Regions from separate parts of the Triticum aestivum genome. Here region 2 is linked to region 1. A link is a contact called in public Hi-C data. All regions are on one chromosome and are shown on one strand. Each heading gives the region's core, a stretch centred on a gene start, on an enhancer-like site or on the middle of the called end of the contact. The rest is flanking DNA. Distances are from core to core; before and after follow the strand shown.

What was found. Hi-C and Micro-C count contacts between places; a contact is called where the count stands out from the background.
Region 2: a Hi-C map of leaf shows a contact between it and region 1, with 9 times the contacts expected there. The contact joins the promoter of LOC123044294 here to the enhancer-like site in region 1. A contact is called at or near these places in 2 of 5 Hi-C or Micro-C datasets (both in leaf).

Annotation. Positions count from the first base shown.
Region 1 is chr1A:242,148,042-242,154,960 of IWGSC CS RefSeq v2.1, forward strand. It overlaps the pseudogene LOC123044287 and the pseudogene LOC123044290. Among protein-coding and RNA genes, the nearest start is that of LOC123113836, 410 kb to the left of the region's middle. Within about 2 kb of position 3,665, at least 7 of the 8 cell types and tissues checked have an H3K27ac peak or open chromatin away from gene starts, as enhancers often do. A contact at or near this core is called in leaf, where this site is marked.
Region 2 is chr1A:243,141,197-243,148,115 of IWGSC CS RefSeq v2.1, forward strand. It overlaps LOC123044294 (protein GDAP2 homolog), which reads left to right and starts at 3,745. Exons shown (of 14, transcript XM_044467006.1): 1 at 3,745-4,233; 2 at 4,319-4,396; 3 at 4,504-4,559. The coding sequence starts at 3,853.

The DNA.
Region 1 (6,919 bases), core at 2,415-4,914:
TAAGTAATGAGGGTGGTAGAGCACATTGTGGTTTTGTTTATTTGGAAGTGTATTGTGCCAGTTGTGGGCTTCAGGCCCAGATGTTTGTGAGATTTTCAAATTCTAGTATGTAAATACATTTAGGCGCGTGTAATTAAAAAAAAGAAAATTAGTTTTTCCAATGACGATCATCGAGTACAGCCGGACACGGTTCCTTGTCCTTTTTTGGTCGGAGTCACTGCTATCGCCAAAATCCACTGCTGCAGTACCACCAGATCCGCTGACCGACACTGCCCCAACCACCACTTTTGCCGCTCTGCCCTTCTCCAACCACCTCCTCCGCAGTTCACCACCGCCCCAGTCATCCTTCTTAAGCCTGTGGGCCTAGCTTCTTATTCAGCGCTTGCATGTCCCCACACTCCATGCCCCTAATGCTCTTCTTTGCCTGTGCCTGTTCCGCCATAGTGAGCCACGTTGTCGCCGACCCTGGTTCAGTGTCTTTCTGGTTGCACAGCCGCCAGCGATGTCCACCACCGCATTGTCCCTGCTCAGCCGCTGTGGAGCGCCCTATGTGTGCTGCTTCATCTCCGTTCTCCATGGAGCTCAAGCGTGTCCGTTTGGAGCTGATGAAGTGTTCCTTCTGTATCTTGGTGTCTGCTCCATTTCTTGCCGGTGATGGTTTTCTTTATCTACTCTTGCATGGGTGTGAGACTGGTCTTCTTCATTGATCTTGCCTCTCGGTTGGTGTTTCTTTTTTCAACCTCCCCTTTGGACGCCTGCAATGTGGTTATGGGATTGACGACTCTGCGGTATGGTCGATGGCTGCTTGGCCTCCTGGTTGGGGACCTTCTACCATTCTTGTGGTGCAGCTTTGTTGCCTGGCGCATGCGGCTCCCCAGATTCAAGGGCGTCAGTAACTTCCTCAACCTCTGGTTCCTCTGCGGTTCCGAGAGAGGCCCTTGGTCTGGCTGCTTTTCTGTGAAGCTGGTGGCGATTGAAGCTCTGGTTTTGCCTATGGTGAACCCTGTTCCAGTCAGGGTGAAGCTCTGGTTTTTCCTATGGTGAACCCTATTCCAGTCAGCGGTGAAGCTCTGGTTTGCGTGGCATTCTGGATGGTTCGTAAGGACCCGTATGTGCACGTATCCTTGTAGGGCAGCCCTTTAACCTTTGTTTCTTTTGTGTTTGTCTTAGGTTTCCAGGTTCTCCTCTTCTTTGTGGCTTGTTTAGCCCCATGCATCGAGCTCTTAACATAATGCAGGAATCTTTTGCCAACAAAATAAACAGATCGTGGGTGCAGGGGAGAAATATGATCATGGGATTAGTGATTTTAGTACAGGTCGTGGATGGGGTCTGTGGCGTAGATATCTCCTGAGGGGGTGTTGATGGGCATGTGGTTCCTCGGTCGGATCAACAACGCGAAATGGTCGACCATGAGAGAGAAATCTCGTTAAACTTGTACTTCTATTACATACTAGCAAGAAACTCATGCTTTGCTATGGGATGAAGGATAACCATACTTTATGTTTACAAGCTAATTACTTTATTAAAATCTGCAAAACTCATGGTAGATTGGGGTGTTTTATGAAACAGAATTAGGTGGGTAGTGACTAGTGAGCAACCACTTCCCATTCTCAGTCGTTCGTACCAAGGCGGTTGGTTGGTATTACAGAAGTTGAATGGTCCATCATCACCGACTTGTTTCTTTATAAGATTTGTAAGACGTAAGTACTATATAAATACTAGAAGGTTGAAGAGCCGAAGTCAATGCATTATAATATGTAGATTGTTTTCAACATGTGAGTGTTCAGGAATAGGATATACCTATACTATATATACCCCTTTATTGGAATGTAGAAAGCTAAAGAACCAAAGCCAATAAATTAGAATATGGAGATTGACTTCAAATTTTTGGTTGGTATTAAGGTCGGATCCATGTTGTATCTTATGAACTTATGAACTTATGAGTGCATGCTAAAACAACTACATATAAGTACAAACAATTTACACTTGGGCTGGACTGTGAACTATAATTCTTTATCAATGTTTCATGTACAAGTGTCGAGCATATAAACCTGAGACGGACTGAACTATTTTTCTTCATGAATGATTTACGTACAAGTGTCAAGCATATAAACTTGAGATGGACTTTAGTGTGTAGCACACTTCGTAAATGAATGGATTAGACCAAGCTGGGCATATCTGCAAAATGCAAACTTTACATAATACCATCTGCATTCTGAAGTCTTGAATTTACTATTTATATGGTTATTTCCTTGGATGTATGTTAAGCAAGAATTCTAATGCTGCAGAGCTAATGAGTGGTACAGTGACTGCTTGCTGATTTTTTTACAGCCTAGATAGATGCTTAGTGGATATAATTGCAATTCTCTACAGCCAGTGAGTGGTACTAATTGCTGCTTGTGGAATCTTCTGCTCCCTCCGATCCATATTAACTGTTACTGACTTAGTACAACTCCGATCCATATTAATTGTCGCCGACTTAACGGAGGGAGTGCATCCTTAATATGAAATGAAACGAAAGTGCTCAACAACCAATATTGATATGAGTGACTGCTTGCTGAATTTTCTACAGCCTAGATGTGTACTGAATAGAATTGTAATGCTCTATAGCTATGACTTGTATTAATGGCTGCTTGCTGAATTGTCTACAGCCTAGATATGTAGTGAATCGGGTCACGGCGGGTGACTACGACTGCCCACGGAAGGTGCTAAGCTTTTTGACTGATCTGCATGCTTCATTTAGGATGCTGAATCTGCGCAATGACTTCTTGCGTAAGAAATTTGATGGTGAGTTCCCCAGCTTATGGTTCACTGGACATGTTCCTTTTTAAAAGAACTCAACTAGCTTTGGCAGTATTATTTCAGCTTACCGTAATATTTTGCCATGCCTTGTTGTTGTTGTTGTTGTTGTTGTTGTTGTTGTTGTTGTTGTAATCTGTATTGATTCAGCTGTGTTTCCCCCTCTGTTTTTGTACTTGTGTTTGCAGGGATGAAGTATGATTTGAGAAGGGTGGAGGAAGTATTTTATGATGTGAAGATACGCGGACTTGTCCCTGGGGAGTCAAAGCAAGAGGTTGCTCAGTCATAGACGGTGAGCGGTGCCGTACCATTTACTTGGCAATCGACAGTTGTCGTGTGTTGTCGTCGCTACCAATGAAGTTTATGTTGGACGGATGGTTCTTAGAAAAAGCTCATGCTGTGAGGATCTCTAATTTTGATTGTAGCATCACTTTAAGTTCGGCAATTTTTTGGACCCACCTAGAGGTTGGAAAATGACATAAGAATTATTCTGTTGTCATGTCATGTGACCTATATCTCATTAGGTTTTGTAACTGAGTCTGAGTAGATGCGGGTGAACATGCATTGGATTGAAGTTTCCTATCTCTCCGTCCCATGTAATATAGGACGGAGCTAGTATTAGATTTGCGTAGATGCTTTACGCGGATGCAGCTAGTTGATCCCAACCTAGGTAAAATGAGTCCATGTTTCAACTGTTGTTGAATGTTCCATGGACCACATCACACGGTTGACTCGGTCGTTCTTATAGAATTAGGTTTCGTGTCACATCATGAAAACACAAAAGCATCTGAGAAGCCGTACTGGTGTGACGTCACACGTACAACCCATCATTATCAATTTAACTAATTCTCGCGTGCTTAGCGCTAGTCAATCATATACAGTACTGATGTGGGTGCAGCTACTTGGTTTCAAGTGAGTTCACATCTCCACAGTCCACACACACGCGCGCGCACGAGGAATGGGTTCTCCGTCGTGGTCGTGGTCGTCTTCGAGAAACAGAATCAGGGCAGACGTAGTGCCCCTGGCCTGCCGCTGTGCATCTACACATGCTTGGGACACGAGGATGCTTCGCGGAAGCTGCTTGGCCGCACCATGCATATAAATAAAGGCACCCGTCGGGCCCTCCACTTACCCACTCCATCCAACCCGTGTAGGTGGCTTCTCTCGTCTGCTGCAGTGGTAGCTACCTCGTTCGTACGGTCCTGCAGTTTAGGAACAAGGCTGGATCGATCAACGGCCATCCAAGAGAGCACCGGCGCGTACATGCTAATTACCTTACCTGTACCAATCTTTTTCATAAATATACAAAGGCTGTGTACCATTCATTGATAGAAGAAAAGAAGATACAAAGTTCCCGAGCTAGGGCCCACGAAGGTGCTAGGGGTTCCCTCAAGTAATCGATCATTTTTCGTCGACCCACGAAGGTGCTAGGGGGTCGATGAGAAGTGATTGATCACTTGAGTGAACGACAGAGGAAGACGGATCTCCCTTCTCGGAAAGCAACACCCACGAAAAGCAACACCAACCGCAAAGAGACAAGGGGCTAAACACAAAACCTTTTTTTTTGTGGGGAAATACATGAAACATTGCAAACCAAAAAGCATGAAGGAAGGAAGGACAACACAACACAGTTCAATCGAGAACCATAAGCTGAGGCTAAATGAATTCCATAACTGCAAACTATACTAAGTCTTAGATCAGTCATAAACATAATACCACGAGTGCATAATTAATTCTGGACAAACATAGTTTCATATCATAAATAAAAAATCACAATGGTCTAGGTCCTGTTTAAAATGTGAACTCGGATCACCCTAGCTAGCTACGAAGAAAATGACGGGAGATACAAGGACGACGGTGACGAGAATAAAGAGCAAGACGATGTGAGTTGGTGACAGCGAAGTGGCCATGTTCCCGTGCCCACAAATCTATGGAAAGATAGATGATTCACTAAGATTTATTCCACGACCAAATCGTTACATCTTTATGTCAGCGCATATATATATCCGGCCACTTGTAAGTTGTAAAGCAAATAATAATAATTGTGAAACTAGATTGAAAAGTTCGTGACCCCAATACGTGCGTGCTTTATGTTTCTGATTTGATACCAAACTTCCAACAAGCTAAGTGGAATCTAGTCATAGTCAATAACTCAAGTCATTATGTGACATCATTGATGTGACAATCATCCATCTATTTCTAAGTAGGATTAATTACATCCGTCAGAACTAGATCATGATTTCAAACTTCTAACTATTAGTAGTTAACTTGTTAATACATTTTTAATGAAGAGTTTATCTTCTAAAAAGATGTTCAGCATGATAGTTTTTTTTTTCATTTAACGTAAAGTTTGTAGTGTTTGTACTGAGAGTCCAGAAGAAATATGATAATACCCATGAATTCACACCATGTGTTGATCGTTGCTATAGCATACATGTTTGCAAGAACCCACAACTTTAGATTCCATAAGAAAAGAAAAGGCAGGGGGCAAAAAAAAAAAAAGACTTCGTGGGTCCTTTGGCTGGTTGAGAACGACATGAAGAATGTACCCCCACGCGAGCAGCCAAGAGCAGGGATTTCAACTTAATTAAATAATACTATCGTGGTTTTTATTGGGCCCTTCCATATTTTGGCTTAGATTTTGACCACTTATTTAACTAATAAAATACATAATATATGCTACAAAAAGTATGATGTTAAACTTGTATACGAAAGAGCTTTCCGACAGCATAATCTTTGTGGCACATAATTTATATTTTATTAGTTAAATTTATATGTCAAACTTTAGCTCAAAATAAGAGAACCTCCCAAACCCGGAGTATCAATATTGTCCGACATATAACTTACATCCACCTTTAATAATATGGGAAAAGAAATGAGAACGTGGGGGAGGAAAAGATCAGGAATGAGGGGAATCGACTATACTAACTCCGCTTTAAAACCCGTTAATAGTAGATATTTATATTGGTTTTTATTTTATGCAAAAATTGATTGGGTTAAGAAAATTCAACAGAAAAGTAAAAGGGATGGGACCGTGAGGACGAAAAGACCAGAAAAAAAAGAAAGACGACTATATCAACTCCTCCTTTAATAATAGAGATGCGAGTAAAGAACACGCGCTGGAGCTAGCTAGGTACTCCACCACTTAAGTGCTTCTATTCTTCTTCATCCTGTCCGCGCCCGGCGCCCCTGCCTCGACGACACCGGCCGTGCTGGACGGTTCTCCATCGCATCCCTCGTCTCCTGTTGCCGAACTACAGCACGCGCACCACCCCTCTCCACTGGCCGGGTAACCCCAGGGCGCGCTTGGTTCATCGTTTAATATGGATTGGAACATATTTCTGTCCGGAGCGCGTGGCGAGCGAGTCTTAGTCCAGCGTTGAGACTGGCCTCCGCTCCACGCACGGTTTCTGCCAACCTGCGCGCCTCCGCATGGCTGCCATCACCGCCTCTCCGGCGGCTTCGATGCCGTGTCGGGCCGGCTTGGACACCAAGTGCTTCTCCCTGTTGGAAGGGGCGTGGTGTGGTGTCCCAGACGCTGTGGGAGCTCCTCCCGTCGGAGACGCCTGCGGTGTGCGACTCTCTCCTGCCTTGCCTTGGGTGGCGCGGGCGGCCAGCGTGCCCGTACGTCGCGGCGTCCTTCTTGGCAGTCGTGTGCGATCGGGTGGCACTGCTGGTGGTGGAGTAGTGGACGGACAGGAGGTGCTGCTCGCCAGAGAGCGCTGGGCGTGGTGTTGACACTCCGCAGTTCACGGCTTGGTTACACTCCGCGATCGGACGGGGAAAAGATACGGGGGGTGTATTTTACTGGCGTCCGTCCAGTAATATACGTACAGCGGTAACTGTCTACAGGTGGAAAATCTAACCGATGTCCCAAGCGCGGCCTTGGTTTGAGAACTCTGCATGCATGTGCGTAGGTTGTAGTATACGAGCGCTAGCACGCATATACGTGTGTATGATTTCTGCAGATCTCTGCATGATCTAGTCATCATCGATCAAGTGCAACACGCCCTCTCATGGCCGATTAGTTCATTCATTCATGAGCTACCTCTAGCACCAAGTTATAGCTAGTCTGCTTGTTACTCCCTTCATTCCTAAATATTTGTCTTTCTAGAGTTTC
Region 2 (6,919 bases), core at 2,495-4,994, 990 kb after region 1:
ACTTCTACATGCCTAGGCGCTTGTAGAAGTCGGTGTAGTCTCCGCTATCGTCGTTGTCGTCGTCCTCGTCCTCACCCTACCACCCGCCGCCGACCCTGCTGCAGCCCTGTCCAGGGTCACCGACGCGGGATGGCCCGGCCTCCTCCTCGTCGCTGTCGAGGTAGAGGACGTCGTCCACCTCGCGGAAGGGGCGGCGGTGGCGCGCCTTGAGTTCCTCGAGGGAGCGGCGCTAGCGAGCCACCTGCTCGCAGACGTAGTTCTCCCACGCCCACCTCATGGCCGTCTCGGCGGCGGCGGCCATCGCGAGGTGCTCTGGCTTTACCGGGAGTAGGGGAGGCTCCGGCTCGGTTCTCGGCCGGACGAGGCGCATGCGACCGCCACGGCCTCCCTCGGGGATGATCAGGGCGCCGCTGCGGGTGCGGCGCCCTAGCGGGGACTCCCCCGCCGTGTCCCGTGGCTCGGGCTTGACGGTGAAGGCCGCCGACGAGCCCCCCGAGGAGGAGGAGGTCGTCGCGTCCGACAACCGTCGCGGCATCCACGAGATGCCATGGCGGCGAGAGAAGGACGGGGTGCAGGGGCGGGGGTACTCGAGGCGTGGCCTGTTGCCGGCCTCGATGTAGTCGAGGACGTGCTCGAGGGTGCGCCGGGCACCCCCGACCACTCACGTCGCCCTTCGGCGTTGTGGCGGCCACGAGGCATGACGCCGTTGTTGGAGGCGATCCGGCCGTCGCGGCGGCGGTCGAAGTAGATCATCCAGAACGCGATGTTGTCGGGGGAGTACGCCGGCGTTCGCCGCTGCTCCTCCGCCAGCGACGACCTAATGCGGGCGATCTCTGCCCGCTGGTCCGCCCCGGTGGGAGCGGGTGGCACCGGCACGCCGCCGGCGCTCAAACGCCACGCACTCGGCACTCTCATGTCCGGGGGAGCCGGGTAGTCGGCCTCAAAAAGGAGGCGCGCCTCCCACTCGTGGAGGTGGCGGCGACCGAATCCGTTCTTCGCTGCGGAACCGCCTGGGTACCGTGCTGCCATTGCTCGTCGGCAGGGGGAGTGGAGTGTGCGAGCGGGGGGGGGAGGCGATGTGCTGCGGTGTGGCGTTCACCGGCGAGGCGGGCGGCTTTTATAGCCGAAGCTCGGGCGGTGGGAGGCGCATGCCAGGCGACGCGTGGCGGGCGGCCGTGGCGCCGGGCGACGCGACGCTTCACTGCGCGGCATCAATGGGCATGCTGACCGGCGCGCTGCATCGCGGCAGGCGCGGCATCAATGGAGGCGACGGCGCGGCAACACGACAGCTTTGGCATTGATTTCCGCGGGAAACGAGGCGATGTGGACGACGAAGCGGCACGTCGCTGACAGGGCGGGCCCATCACAGTTCGCGCCAAAAACGGTCCGTCCGGCACCCCAAGGCGACCCCCAGCGCGTCGGGTTCGAGTTGGGTACGCCGACGTCAATTTCGGCCCAATCCGACGAAAAACGGACTCTTGAGACGCGACTGGTCCATTTTTCAGCGCCGACACCGAAAAAGTGACCTGAGGAGGGCTGTTGGGGGCGCGGCTGGAGATGCTCTAATTTATTAGGTTCATCCACAAGGTTTGTGGATTATTCCATCTGTTAGACCCCAACCTTGGAAATATGATCACACTAAAATTTGTCTCATTTTAATAGACCCCAACCTTGGAAATATGGTCACACTAAAATTTGTCTCATTTTAATATGGATGACTTACATACTATATTAACTAGACAACGCCAGCATGTTGCTACAGGAGTTTTCAGCGATGAGTTTATAATTTTTTTTTTGAACATATAGAGTAGTGACGCACCATATTCAACCAAGAGGTAAATGGTTGGTAAATGCATCTTATACTGTCTTGTGACATTCAAGTTTAATTTATTTATTGTTGAAAAATAAAATAAAATTAATAATGTGGCGGGCTTGCAAGTGGTGGAAAGTGAAAAGTTGAATGTTTGCATGACACCTGATGATGTGGATGATGTGCATGTGGTAGAAATTAAAAAGTGGTACGTTGATTGGTTGCATGTGATTAATGATGTGGATAATTTGCACATGCATTGCATTTAAATAGAAGATGACATATATGAGGCTGCCCGCAATGGGAGTATTATAGGTAATATCATACATGCCAACTAAGCAAGTTTGATGAAGTGACATATAATTAAATAAGGAAAGAGAGGCTTGAGTACCATATCATGATATCGTATCATATTAAATGATGTGTTACTTTGTGTCATGCATGGCAATAAATGTAGTCCTCTATGATACCAACTTATGATACTATGCATTAGGCTGGTCATAGTGGGGAGTAACTTAGACTAGTGTCATATGCAAGACTCTAAGTTAGTACCTTCATAGTGCAAAATAACATAGTACTAATGTCATATGTGGCCTCATTTAATAGCTTGTAGGCTCATATTGTCTTGGAAAACGCTATATTACAGTAACATATTATGTTACTACTTCTCATTAACTACTTGCCACATAAGCAAAAAATTCTCGAGATGCGCTATGTTACTATCTAAGTTACTCCCACTATGACTAGCCTTAGGGATGTAGTATTATAGACTAGTATCATAGTATCATATGCATGATACTAGTATATGATACTTCCCATTACAATCAGCCTGAGGCATATGTGATGAGATAGATAAGCTGCATGCTAGTTGCTAAGATAAATAAGATAGCGAGGATAAACTTTTTAGGCATGTAGAATACACGGTCTAGAACTTAATTAGATCATCTTTGATTACGGTAATTTCTAGAATGCGGTCACTTAGGACATCTGTAAAGCGGACCCTTAAACCTAAGTTTAGACTGCAGTGTCCGAATCACTTTTGTCATCCAACAGAAGTCTTATATGTCCATGGAGCAGTTCGGACATACGGATTCCGACATCCTATCAACAAGCATGGAGGGCTTTGCGAGATTTGGACATCCGGCTTGAACAATTTCTCCATAAAATAATCCCAAACGGAGATGTCACACAGGAGCGTCGGCACCACCACAAGGGCAGCCACCATGGCCGCCTCTGTGCCGAAGCAAAAACTAGCACCGAGTGCGTAAGTTCTCAAAATCTTTGGAGTGGCTTGGATGTGAACTTCCTAAACAGTGATGCTGAACTTTGAGTACCCACATGTTCTGAAATACTCACCCCTTCACTAAATTTTAGTCACGAAAGACAACGATGGTCATGCACTGCTCTTGTCGTGGCTTAGCGGACCATCTAGCTCAGCTCGGAGATGAGATGATCACATCGAATGATGAAGAACTGTGGTTGATTCGATCCAAAGAATTGCGGACAGATCCTGCAGTTGCGGAGGCCCATGCTGCTCCGGACTTGCCTGAGTTGTCCTCACGCCCGGGCTCCACCCAAGTTCCTCCATCCGAACCTTCCTTCTCCTGCGCCACAGCAGCGGCTGGACTCGAGTCCCCAACTGGTGCTTGACCGCACCAGCCGCGAGATCCCGATCCGAGCTGAGTTACACGTCATCTCATCACCAGGTGGACGTGCCACACGAGTCACCAGGCGAGCAAGCCAGCGGGAGTGCTAGCCCAGTCCAGCACGGCTCCCTGCCGTCCGAGCTGTATCACGTCGGCTACGCCCACACGCGTCGTGCCCCCACAAACCATGCTGCGTGTCTCTGACGTGAAAGGGCCCACAGGTCCACAGACCCACACGTCATTGTCCAGAAGACGCTTTTGTTTTTTTCTCGTCGTCTCTATCGATCTCCTCCGCCTTCCTTTGGCCCCTTCCGTCTCGCGTCGGCCTCTTAACGGCCGCTCGGCCTCACGCCAGCGCCCGGCTATACTACCTTTCGCCCGCCCGTCTCCGCCTCCATGCAGCACCGCTCGCCGGCGGCGGCCACGGCCTCCGGAGCTGCCTCCACTGCGGCCGCCATGGAGCCAGGCGTCGGCGGCGTCGAGCCTGCGGTGACGCTCGACCAGGTGCCGCGCTGGAGCGACCCCGACCAGCGCCTGTACACGCCGTCCTCCTCGTCCGCTACCGCCGAAGCCGCGGACGGCGGATCCGAGCCCGCAGCGTCCACCTTCCTCTCCTTCTCCGACCCGCTCACCGGCGACGACGGCGGCGCCGCCGGTGGTGGCTGCGCGAGCGCCTCGCGCTTCCCCGTGGACCACGAGATCAACTCCAGGATCTACCTCTGGCGGGGACACCCCTGGAACATGGAGGTCGACGCCGTCGTCAACTCCACCAACGAGGTTGCGATTCTCTTCTTATGTCTCGCTGGGCATTGGAGAATGCTGGAACTGCGGTGCTAAGCTCGTGATTCTTCGGTTCGTGCAGAGCTTGGACGAGGCGCACAGTAGTCCCGGGCTTCACGCTGCAGCGGGTTCTGGGCTCGCGGAGGAATGCGCCACCTTGGTACGGTTTTGGATGTCAGGACTGGGCAGTACAATTTTAGGGGGGGGAATTTGTTCAATCACTGGAGATTGTGAAGTGACATGTTTTTACTGCTTGACGTTTTGCAGGGAGGGTGCCGAACTGGGATGGCAAAGATGACCAATGCATACGATCTTCCTGCGAGGTAGGCATTTAGTGACTCCGTCTCAGTTTTCCACGTGGAAAATGAATGTAGTTTCCTTTTTTAGTAGAAAATGGAACATATGTCCTGTGCGAAATACTGTTGAAGCATGAAGTTACTTAGTTACAACATCTGTGTAGTTTTTTGTTTCACGATAAGACTTGTGGTCTGCTAGTCCTTATGATAAAGTCAAAGAAATTGATTCTGATCTACCAGAGCTATGACTCACGGGCGGTGGGCTGTCCGGCAACCACGTCGGACCAAACCCTAGCCACTCCAGTCTGCTCCGTTCTGTCCCCTAGCTCCTCTCTGGCGATCTCTGGCCTTCTCCAGCATGGCGGGCAGCGGATCTGAGTCCGGCAACTCTTTTTTTTTTATAAAAGGAGGATGACCCCTGGCCTTTGCATTTGGGCGATGTATACGGCCACTCTATTAATTATTCTCACAAGACCTTACAAAGTCATCCAACAATAAGACTAAAGCCGCCGTCTAAGCAACAAACTGTCGCTACATCTATCCAGTTGATGAAGGGGCGCATATAGCCTGGGCCTAATACCAAACAGACATCGCAACCAAGCCTAACATCTAAGACCTGAGACCCCAACCTAGCCACTTGCCGGGTCTAGGGCACACATTGGCCCGGCGTGCTCTCAGAGGCCGCCGCCGCCAACTGCCACCGCTCCATCTTCAGAACTGCACTGATGCATCAACCTTGCTCGGTCCAGCTATCGTCGACGCCACCACGGCGCCCAACGGCACCTCCTCCCTGCGTGCAAACAGCTGTACACGTCGCGGTCGCCACTGATACACCTCAGCGCCACGCTGCCACGTACCACCAGCCGACGCAGCTTGAAGCCCTTGGAGGATCTGTCGTGCGTAGCACCTGCCGACCAGGCATGACCAAGCGTAGCACCTGTCGGTCAGGCATAACTTGACATCTCCACCGAAGCTCCGTGCAAGACGAAGCCGCTCGACCTCCTGCCTCTGACTTCCAGCGCTGCCCCACAAAACGACGCTCCCAAGAGAGAAACGACACCGCAGTGCCGCCATCGTCCGGTCTGGAACACCAGATCCTCGGGTTTCCCCCGAAGCAATACGAGTGGGTCGACGGAAGTCACATGACGATGCCTTCATCAAGGTAACGACGTGGAATGCCGCCATCGCCCGCCGTCGGCTCGGTTTCACCGGCAACTACGTCTCCCCGACTCGCAGCTGGTGCCAGATGACGGATCCCGAGATCCGAACACCCAGCCTCAGGCCGACCACCTCTGACGGAAGAGATGACCACCACCGCCGGCTTCACCGGTCAGAACAGATTTGATCGGAGGTGCCGCCAACGAGACTACCAGGCCCTTCACGCCGCCGCCGCCGCCGATCTGAGGACAACATGCACGCCACCGCAGCCAAGCCGGCCGCCGCCAACTGCAGCCGCCGCCGTCGCCCGAAGGGCCATCCGCAGCGCCTACAGCCCTGACCCGCCGCGCCAAGCCGTCGCCTGCCGCCATCCGCCGCGCCGCAGATCCCAGATCGGTCGCGCCACCACACGCCTTGGGGTCCGCCCCACCCCGGGGACGCGCGAGAGAGGAGATCCCCCGCCACCGCCGTCGGCCCCCGGGCTAAGGCGGCGGCGGAGGGAGGAGAGGAGGGAGGAGAGGAGGGAGTTTGCGGCGGCGGCGGCTAGGTTTTTGGCCACCCGAGTCGCCCTAGGGGGATGACGACGCGGGTCGCTAGGCCTAGGGGTTGGACGCGAGTCCGGCAACTCTGGATCCGTCGACTAGGCCTTCGCCCCATGCGGAGACAAGGAGTTAGCCATCCGGCCTGTCGATTCCGGGAGGAAACCCAAGCTTCGTTGTCGGAATCGCTCTGGCGGGAATCCTGCGTCAGTGGTGCGCAAGTGGGCTTGGGTCCGGCGGCTCAAGGTGCGTGACCGCAGGGGAATCGGAGGTGGCGAGCAGCAGCTGGAGGTACCGGCGCGCCCAACCGAACGGCACAGGGCTTGCAGCGCAACCCCTTCGGTGGAGCCTCATCCCTACGACGTCGGGCTCCGACTCCGAGGTTAATGCCGCCAGACGTCACGACCACGGATGCGTCGAGGAGCGGCGTGCCCGCCGTGTGAGGGAGAAGTTGCGCCACGCACTGCGAAGGCTGTCGCATGCCATGGAGGACAATAGTGCGGAGGGCACCGCCTTCCGTTCCCCCATCCTAGCGAAGCGACAAGCCTGGATGGCGCGTGCCCTCACACTAGAGCAAACCCGGGTAGTCTGTGCCCTCGCCGGACTGCCCCCCAAAGAGGAGGAGGCCGGTGACGCATCTGACAGCCCCGACGGTGAGCGGATCCGGCTTGCCATATTGCGTCTTCGACC